Linked DNA regions of Mus musculus: regions 1 and 2 are each linked to region 3. The links are chromatin contacts, called in public HiChIP or PLAC-seq and promoter capture Hi-C maps. All regions are on one chromosome and are shown on one strand. Each heading gives the region's core, a stretch centred on a gene start, on an enhancer-like site or on the middle of the called end of the contact. The rest is flanking DNA. Distances are from core to core; before and after follow the strand shown.

The links. HiChIP or PLAC-seq counts read pairs in DNA pulled down with a chosen protein or histone mark. Capture Hi-C pulls out chosen DNA fragments and counts their contacts.
Region 1: a contact with region 3 is called in a promoter capture Hi-C map of adipose tissue. The contact joins the promoter of Slc12a8 here to the promoter of Snx4 in region 3. A contact is called at or near these places in 3 of 39 promoter capture datasets (cranial neural crest, embryonic stem cells and liver), 3 of 115 datasets of contacts at active chromatin or transcription factors (embryonic stem cells, epiblast stem cells and pancreatic cancer cells) and 1 of 9 other capture datasets (adipose tissue).
Region 2: an H3K27ac HiChIP or PLAC-seq map of extraembryonic endoderm stem cells shows a contact between it and region 3. The contact joins the enhancer-like site here to the promoter of Snx4 in region 3. A contact is called at or near these places in 3 of 39 promoter capture datasets (the 3T3-L1 cell line, embryonic stem cells and hippocampal neurons) and 3 of 115 datasets of contacts at active chromatin or transcription factors (extraembryonic endoderm stem cells, memory CD8 T cells and pancreatic cancer cells).

What each region holds. Positions count from the first base shown.
Region 1 is chr16:33,516,818-33,519,726 of GRCm38.p6, reverse strand. It overlaps Slc12a8 (solute carrier family 12 (potassium/chloride transporters), member 8), which reads right to left and starts at 1,532. Exons shown (of 13, transcript NM_134251.3): 1 at 1,351-1,532. The coding sequence starts at 1,398.
Region 2 is chr16:33,579,266-33,582,239 of GRCm38.p6, reverse strand. The region is part of intron 4 of Slc12a8 (solute carrier family 12 (potassium/chloride transporters), member 8); the gene reads right to left. Among named protein-coding and RNA genes, the nearest start is that of Slc12a8, 63 kb to the right of the region's middle. Within about 2 kb of position 1,424, at least 94 of the 459 cell types and tissues checked have an H3K27ac peak or open chromatin away from gene starts, as enhancers often do. A contact at or near this core is called in extraembryonic endoderm stem cells and pancreatic cancer cells, where this site is marked.
Region 3 is chr16:33,249,821-33,253,097 of GRCm38.p6, reverse strand. It overlaps Snx4 (sorting nexin 4), which reads right to left and starts at 1,642. Exons shown (of 14, transcript NM_080557.2): 1 at 1,497-1,642. The coding sequence starts at 1,637.

The DNA.
Region 1 (2,909 bases), core at 283-2,782, 270 kb before region 3:
GCAGGCAAAGACCAAATCCTACTGGCTGTCTTAGAGAGCAAAAGCTTAGATGGGACTATGTCTTTCATAAGCCAACCTACCAATTCTCAGTCTAGAGCTGCGGCCACTAACTCCTAACACCAACCTAAATCATCCCAGGGTCAGTTACTAGGAAACTAGAGACCAACACTTAATCCAGAGTCCAGAAAAATTCTTCAGAGTGGCACACCCCAAACTGTTCACTCTACCCTGCCTTCACGTTCCTGCAATAATCCCCAGCAAAAGCCTTGGTCTTAGACTCCTTCCACTCCTGGCTTTGGTCACCTGACTAACCAGGTGCATCCCCTATGGTCTGGCACAGAATTTTTGAGGACTCAGAAATGAAAGCAAAGGTTTTTTTGTTTCGTTTTATTCTGTTTTTAATTTTGTTTTTAATGACACAGACTAGCACCAATGTGTTAACATATAATACTGTTACTTGGAGACTAGATCATCCCCCAACTGCATTACAAAGTCATTAACTGACTTCAGCCTAGTTCTGCCACTCCTTGTCATATGTTTATGGAGCATTTACCGCCTGCTGGTCAGCAGGCAGCACGCCTTCACTGGCATCTGTGCACACATGAAAAGGGTTAACATGTGGCTTGGATGCCCCTACCACCTCCGGACTTTCAGCTCTAGACCTTGTTCTTGAAATATATATTCTTTCTCCTGCTGAAGGGCTTACTCCCCTCTCTTGCAGTGCAGGAACACCTCCCTGCCTCTCACTACAAAGCATAAAGGAAACCCAGGGGGCAATGAAACACCAAGGTGACTGAACACGGATGGCAGAGACCCCATAAGCACCAAGGTGTGGGCTTTCATTTAAGGGATTAATCCTTCAATTCTATATCAACCATCGACCACAAATGGAATATTTTACACTACACACTACACACACACACACACACACACACACACACACACACACTAATAACCAACAAGAAGGACTTAATAAAAACAAAACCAGCAGACATCAGGGAGTCCAGAAACCCCCTGATTTCCGTAGATTAGCTTTTCTAGAAATAAACTTACCTTCTGACTTTGATCTGATTTGTTATTAAAGGGAGTTCATATCATTTGAGTCTCAGCCTCCACTCGTGGCATTCTTCCCATGATGGGGTGGAGGGCAGAGAGCGGAGTACATTACAGCTAATGCCAAAGGAGACTTTCTGCACGGTTAACTGCTGTCCGAGGTATTCCCTCAACGCCTAAGTAAACCTGAGATAACTGCTTTGAAAATACTGCACTGCCACAGACCCCCCCTCTGCTGGCACCTGTCTGTCTGATGGCCTCTGCCAGCTCCACCACCACCCCTGTAACCAGACTTACCTGCTGGGCTGCCTCGTGGAAGAGTTCTTGCGGAGACCTCTGGGCCATTCTCCAGGAAGTGAGGTTCTGATACTTTTATCTAGATAGGGAGACCACTCTGGAAAGCAAACATCACTCTGTCAGGCCAGGCCCTCCCTCCCTCCCTTGCTGCTTCTTGCCTGTCCAGCTTCCTCTGCACTGAGAAAGGTCGTGGGTGAAGTAGAAACCTTGTTGGCCCCATCTGGGGACTCCTCCCCACTGCTCTCTTCAGAACCTCATTTATGGTTCAGAGCCCGCCTGATCATTTCCCGTTGTCCTGGGGTCACAGGAACTCCTATAGTTCACTCCCTACTCCCTGAACTCCTGAATATTGGGGAATGGTCTAGGCTGACTGCTCAGCTGCCTAGCCCTTAAAGACATAGTCCTACACTCTTTTCCCCAGTGCCTTGGGAACCCTTTGTTCAGAGCAAGGACATTTGGGGTCTTGCTGGAACCCGTGTCTGGTGGTGAGTGCAGGCAGAGTGTACTGGAGGCAGAGCCAGAGGGCTGGCGGCTGTCTTGAGAGGCCCCTGGACCCTGGCCAGAATAGGGCAGGTAAGAAAAAGATGTCAGAAAAGTACAGTTCTGGCCCACCAGAGGAGTTGATCTGGCTTTCCTGAGGCCAGGGACCTTGCCCCATGACATTTGAAAGAAAAAAGAGAGGGAGGGAGAAGGGCTGAGGCAACTGGCCGTGCTCCCCATCCTGCAGGAGACTCGTGGGGAGAGGAATAGGGCAAGATTCCTTTGGGACACATCACCCTAAAAAGATCTGAGGGCTGCGGGATGAGGCTCTGGGCACCAGAGTCAGGTCCTTGCGACCCCAGCCACTCTTCCCCTCCACAGAGCAGTGCCCGCACCCTCACCTGCTCCTACTCAGGCTCCGGAGGCCACGCCCGCCCCACCCGGTCCTGCCACGTGGCCGCAAGCGCTCCTGGCCACCTGCCCTGCATCTCGGGCGACCCCGCCCCAGCGTCCGGACTCGAGCATCTGGACTAGAGACCCAGGCCCTGAGCACCCCCTGTCCGAAGGGCGGTGGTTCAGTCAGGTGACACCGAACTGGCAGGAAATGGAGCTTCCAGAATGCGGCCCGGGCATGCTGAGAGGCGGGGGTGGGGGGCTGACCCTCACCACTTCAGCAGGACCACTGAGCCACCTCGGGTTGCAGGACGAGGGGTGGGAATTAACATACAGAGAGATTAAATTATCTCCATTTTCAATCTGGCATAGTTCCTAAACCTTAAATAACTTGCCAGGCTTCCATGTGGGTTTCTGAGAAACAGGAGGGCAGCTGGGAGTACTTCCCACGCCCACAAGCCTTTGTGTGGAATCCCTAAAAATAGAGGCTGTTCTTTTAAAACAAAAGGGAAGGCAAAGCCCGGGAACACTGGTGGCGCCCTCTCCTCTCTTTGCTGCTCCAGGGAAGTTGTTCCTGTGAAGGTGTCTTATGTAAAGTTTGCAGTCTGGGCCATTTTAACAGTGTGGAAAATCTTGCTCCCAGTGTTTGGTGCTCAAAGATCCATCATCACTACACCCAAGACGTT
Region 2 (2,974 bases), core at 175-2,674, 330 kb before region 3:
ACAGGTTTGAAAGAGGCCCCAGGGAACTCTGGGCAGTGAGCTGGGAGCAGCCCTCAACCTGCACTCTAGCCTCATCCCTGGTAACTTTGGTCGTTCGAGGAGGGGTTGTGGAGGAGTGAATGAGGTCTCCAAGTCTGAGACTCCACCCAGAGAGAAAACATGAAGAGAGGGCTGGACATTCAGCAGGGGCCAGAAGGGAAACGTGAAATGGGGCTGGGCCTGCAGGGTCCACCCAGATTACCCAAGGAAAGCAGCCTGGAGCCTCCTCTGTCCCTGGGGAAGGCCTCCACCCTGAGCGGGACAGGCTGCCAGGAAGCAGTAACACCCCCACCAACCCCCCCCCACACACACACACACATACACACACACACATACACACATTCTCGCATCCAAGGGGATGAAGGGCCAGAGGAGGAGGGGTAGATGCTCTGCTCTGATGGGGGAGTGACTAAGTGTCCAGCAACTGAACCCTTGCCACCTCTACACTCTGAAAGAGCAGCCTGGTTCCTCTGAGCTGAGCATTCTTCCTTGTGGAAGGGAAGCTGAACGTTTCCTATTGCAAGATGGCTTCTAACAGCCAAATTGTGCCTTCTATGACCAATGGCCTCTGTTTTTAAAAGTACTTGGGGGCTGGAGAGATGGCTCAGTACTGACTGCTCTTCCAGAGGTTCTGAGTTCAATTCCCAGCAACCACATGTTGGCTCACCACCATGCGTAATGAGATCTGACTCCCTCTTCTGGGGTGTCTGAAGACAGCTACAGTATATTTATGTATAATAATAAATAACCCTTTGGGCCAGAGTGAGCAGGGTTGATTGGAGCCAGCAGAGGTCCTAAAAATACAATTTCCCAACAACCACATGAAGGCTCACAACCATCTGTACAGCTACACTGCATTCGTATACATAAAATAAATAAATAAATCTTTAAAAAAAAAATGCCAGAAATGAGGACAAAGCCTGACTTGGGCTCTAAGAAGAAAGCGTCACCTTAAGGAGAGGAAAGCAGTAGCTACTGGGGCAGCCAAGCTTGTGCCAGATCCCATGTGGAGTGCTGTCCCAGCTGGACATTTAAGCTGTCAACAGCCTGGCACATTTTCTCAGTGAGGTAGGAATCCCAGAGAGAGGGGCCCAGGGCAGATTCTAACACTGTGCTGGCTTCACAACTATCCCAAGGATGCAGGGAGACCTGGCAGGGAGCCAGGAGCTCCAGGGGCAACTAGGGCCCTGCTTTGGGGACTAGAGAGGTCCCACCCACTGTGGCCCCAGATTCCCCCACCCACCCCCCACCCCCAGAGGCCTGGCCTGTGTAACTCTCAGCCTGAAGGATTCCCTGAGAAAGGAAAAGCTGGCCTCTTATCTCCTGGGGTAAAGGAATGTGCTCTCCTGCCAGGACAAGGGGCTGCTGGACAGGAAGTCTCCACCCTAGCTGTGGGTTCCTCCCAGTCACCACTTGCTCCTTCTGGCTGTCCCTGCCTCTGGCATCCACTTCCCATGCTTAAACTTCTGACCTGACCTCCCCAACAGAATTCTAAGCCATTTTACCCCTCACCCCACCCCAAGCCTCCTCCAATTAGCTACCCACTCTCAGCTCCATGCCACTGGGGAATTCTGACCCAGAAGTCCATCCCCTGCCCCACTTCTATGTGGCTATGCTCCCTAGGCAGATGGCTGAGGATGCCAAGTGGCCTTGTAGTGCACAGGACCATCTCAGAGATACACTCCTGCTGTGCAGCAGGCTGACACACTGAAACACACAGCTCCTGCCTCGCAAGTCTCCAAGCCAATCCCAACCAGGAAACAAATCAGAAAGCCTCCCTAGAATCCCATGGCATGGAGCTGGGTATGCACATCAGTGGTAAAGCGTGTGTTCAACATGAACAAGGCCCTGGGTTCAATTCCCAGCAACACAGAAAACAGACAACAGTGACAGAGTGAATCTCATGGATGACAGCGCAGCATCACAGAACCTGAGAACGGTCCAGGGACTCTACCCTGACACCCATTTTATAGATGGAGATGCTGAGGCCCAGGAAAAGTGAGTCCTATATCACAAGATTGGCAGCTGGTCAGGTAAGGGCAGGACCCAGGGAATCTAAGCCTCCACTCAACAAGCCCTATGTGTCCTCACAGGCCCCGTAGCAGCAATCATATGTATTGTTATTGTGGGGCTATTTGACTATTTTTCCATTATGTACCAGATAGCTATTTTTCTGGTATGGCTATACTGTCTCACCACATGATACATGCAAAAACATAAAATATTCTTAAGAGTAACATTTGGGATCAAGCCAAGTGTTCACAACCGGAGAAGGCATAAACAAAATGTAGTGTACTTGGGGAATGGAATATCATTCAGCCATGAAAAGGGATGAAGTGGTGGCTAGAAAGCAAGCGTAGCTGGTAACCTACTTGCCTGGCAAACAAGGGGACCTGAGTTCAACACTCCAGAATCCAGATTTTAATAGGCAGAGAGCCAAAGAATTTACTCAGAGGGCAGGAAAACTTATCCTACAGTCATGAGAACAAAATTCCTCCGGCATCCCTGTCACAAGTTGGGTTTCCCTGCAGATAGATGCCTAGAACCTCAGCAATGAGGGTGAGGAGACAGGAGGGTTATAGAGGCTTGCTGGCTTCCAGCCTAGCTGAGAAAATATAAGTTCTGGTGCCAGCAGAGGCCAAGAGAGGGCATCAGATCTCCTGCATCTGGAACTACAGTTGCTCCTGAGTGCTGGGAACCAAACCCAGGTCCAACACAGAGCGGCCAGTGCTTCTAACCACCGAGTCATCCGTCAGCCCCACTAATCACATATGCTTAAAAGTGGGGTGTGGGGACACACGCTTATAATCCTGCCACTGGGGAAACAGAGATGAGCAAACAGATCCCTGGGGCTCCTTGGCCAGTCTTACCTACTTGGTGAGTTCCAGGCCAGTGAGAAACCCTGTCTCGAAAGCACCGTGGACAACACCTGAGG
Region 3 (3,277 bases), core at 393-2,892:
ATCTGATGCCCTCTTCTGGTGCATCTGAAGACAGCAACAGTGTACTTATGTATTATAATAATAAATAATTATTTAAAAAAAGAAAAAAAACTATGTATTAGCCAGGCATGCCTTTAATATCAAGGAGGCAGATCTCTGCATTGCAGGCCGACAATGTCTGGGGCTTGTAGGGAGGGCTACATATTATATGATGACAATTATAGGACATGCCTGAAAGGGAAAACAACAGGAATGAAGAAAAGAAAAAGGAAAGAACAACAGGAGAGGGACAGAGAAGAACAGGCAGCGTAGAGGATTTTTTAGGACACTTAAAAGTTCATGTGACAGTGTGTAAACTATGGACTTTGGGTGACAACCTGGCCTCACCGCGTATAACATAAACGAGTCTGGTAAGAAGCGTGGACAAGGCACAAGTCTGAATATGAGAACTGAGTATACGGGAAAATCTCCCCATTTCTCTTTCAATTCTACAGCGACCTTAAAACTGTTCTCAAAAATCAAAGTCTTAGCCGGGCGTGGTGGTGCACGCCTTTAATCCCAGCACTCCTGGGAGGGGAGAGGGCAGATTTCTGAGTTCGAGGCCAGCCTGGTCTACAGAGTGAGTTCCAGGACAGCCAGGGCTATATACAGAGAAACCCTGTCTCGAAAAAACACAAAACAAACAAACAAACAAAAAGTTAAAGTCTTTAACTTATAAGCACACATAAATGGTTTAAGTAGTCAAAACCTCCAACTGCTGAGAAGTTCCTGGTTAGCTCTCTCGAAACTTAGTCCTCTCTAGAGACGCATCAATCATAAAAATGTACGGGTTACCTTAGCATGAATACCTACTGGGGGTGAGGGGGCAACAGCAAAATGGCTGGACAGGGGCTGAGCAACTGAGGGTCAGGGAGTTCAAATACAGGGCGCTAATGAGTTTCCTAAACATTTGTTCATCAGAGTCTACAAATCCGTCACGACCCTTTGGATGGATGCACTCACAGATTGACAACGCGACACTCCCTTAACTCAAAAGGTGAGAAACACCAGTTATCACCGAGGGGCGGGGATTGCAGGAGGAAACATTATAACGACATTACAGCTAAATGGAGAGTTCAACAAATGTTTCTTCCTCTGTCCCTTCTCTTTAACGTGACGCTGATGTCTATTTCCCGACGTGTCCATAGGCCAAGCCCCCCTTACTGCGCACACTCGCCTCTCACCAAGGGTGTAGCCGCCTCCCAGCGACCCCCTCGGCCGGCCGGAAACAGCAGCGAGCCTCTTCAGGGCCAGACCCCGGGGGACGCGCCCACTGACACCGCGGGCCACGCCACCACGGACACGCGTGACAACGCCCACGCGGCGCTCCGGCACGCCGCGCCTGTGAGTCCATTTCCACTCCGCATCGGGTCATCCTCCGGTCTCGGGACCGCACCCACCAGACCCAGCCAGGGCGGCCCGGCCCGGCCCGCTAGGCCCGGCCCCAGACCGGAAGCCTCCGCCGCCCCTCTCCTCACCGTGTCGACCCCTGAGCCGTCTTCTCGGGTGCCCTCGTTCTCCTCACCGACCGCGGCCTCCAGCACAGCGCCAGGGCCACCCAGCGGCTCCAGGGGTCCAGGCTGCAAGAGCTTCTCGGGGTCCGGAGGTGCCTGCTCCATAGCTGTAGTTTGGCACCGCGAGTCCAGTGCGCCTGCGCGGGGCCTTGACTCCAGCCGCCCCGCCCTCTGCTTGTGGTAGCTCCGCCCTGCGCTCTCGGTAGTCCCGCCCCTGCCCACAGAAACTCCTCCTAGGCAGCGGAGACCCCAGAACGCTGGACCACCAGCCAAGACCTGCGACCGAGGGAGGTAGGGGAAAGCTAGGGCGACTACAGAGGGTTGGCTACAAAACTGGTAATCTGGGAGAGCCGGTAAAGACATAAAGAAACTAAAGTGAAGTGAACTCAAGAAGTGCAGAAGCCACTCAGATTGGCGATCCCCTCAAGTAATTGTGTCATTAAAAAGAAAGGGAGATTGTCTTGTGACCATCGCCCTTACCTTGCATTCACAATTCCGTTTCCCCTCGCAAAGACCAGAGCAGCATCAATTATTAACTTTTAGAGAGTTGAGTAACGCATTCAGCAAAAGATAACGCCTAAAGATTTGAGAGGTAAGATGGCTGAAGCAGGCTGGAGAGCGCCATTGTTAAGTAAGTGTTTAAACTTTAGACGCTAAAGCAATTTAATTTTCTACAAGTCTCTTGTAATTTCCTGAACCTACCCCTTGGCAAGATTCCCTGTGGTGACCTGAAGAGAAATGTTCACTGACTGTAGCCTAAATATGGGACCTTTGGGTTGGTATTTTTGTACAAAACCTGGTCTCGGACCAAAACTGATTCTTGCCAAACATCCTTTTCCGGGTTGTGAAGCACAATTTCTTCCTCCTGGAGTTTTCTCCCTGGCTTGGTGGCAAAGTTCCATTCATGCTCAAAGCACTTTCTCTTGTTATTTTACAATAATTTGTTCTAAATCCAGCTTCCTCCAGCTAGACTCTAGACTTCTTTAATGCAGGGACCCCTTCTCCTATCCTTTCCCTGTTCCTTCCTTACAGAGCCTGGACTATTTATGTATTTAGGTATTTTATTGTTCGCCAGGGATTAGTTAGGTCCGGCAAACCCCCAGAAAACATGTTTTTAAATCAGAAGACTTTTTTTTTTTTTTTCCGAGACAGGGTTTCTCTGTGTAGCCCTGGCTGTCCTGGAGCTCACTCTGTAGATCACCAGGCTGGCCTCGAACTCAGAAATCTGCCTGCCTCTGCCTCCCGAGTGCTGGGACTAAAGGCGTGCACCACCACCACCCGGCAGAAGACTATTTTATTAATCACACAAGGATAGATTTGTTCTCATTATCTTGTGATCTTTTCCCAGTTTCTGAGATCTCAGAAAACTAGATCCTAAAGCCGGCAGGATGTTCGTTGTGAGCTGACCAGTGGGTGACAACGAGGAAATGACACCTGGCTTTGTAAGGCCTGAAGGAGACCATATTATTGTCTACTGTTTTGTTTTGTTTAAAAATAAAAGCTAGAAGCCGGGAAGTGGTGGCGCACTTCTTTAATCCCAGCACTTGGGAGGCAGAGGCAGGCAAATTTCTGAGTTTGAGGCTAGCCTGGTCTACAGAGTGAGTTCCAGGACAGCCAGGGCTATCTAAAGAAACCCTGTCTTGAAAAACCAAAAAAAAAAAAATTAATTAAAAAGTAAATAAATAAATAAATAAATAAAAGCAAGCTAGTCTGGTGGTGGTGGCAGTGCATGATTTTAATTCCAG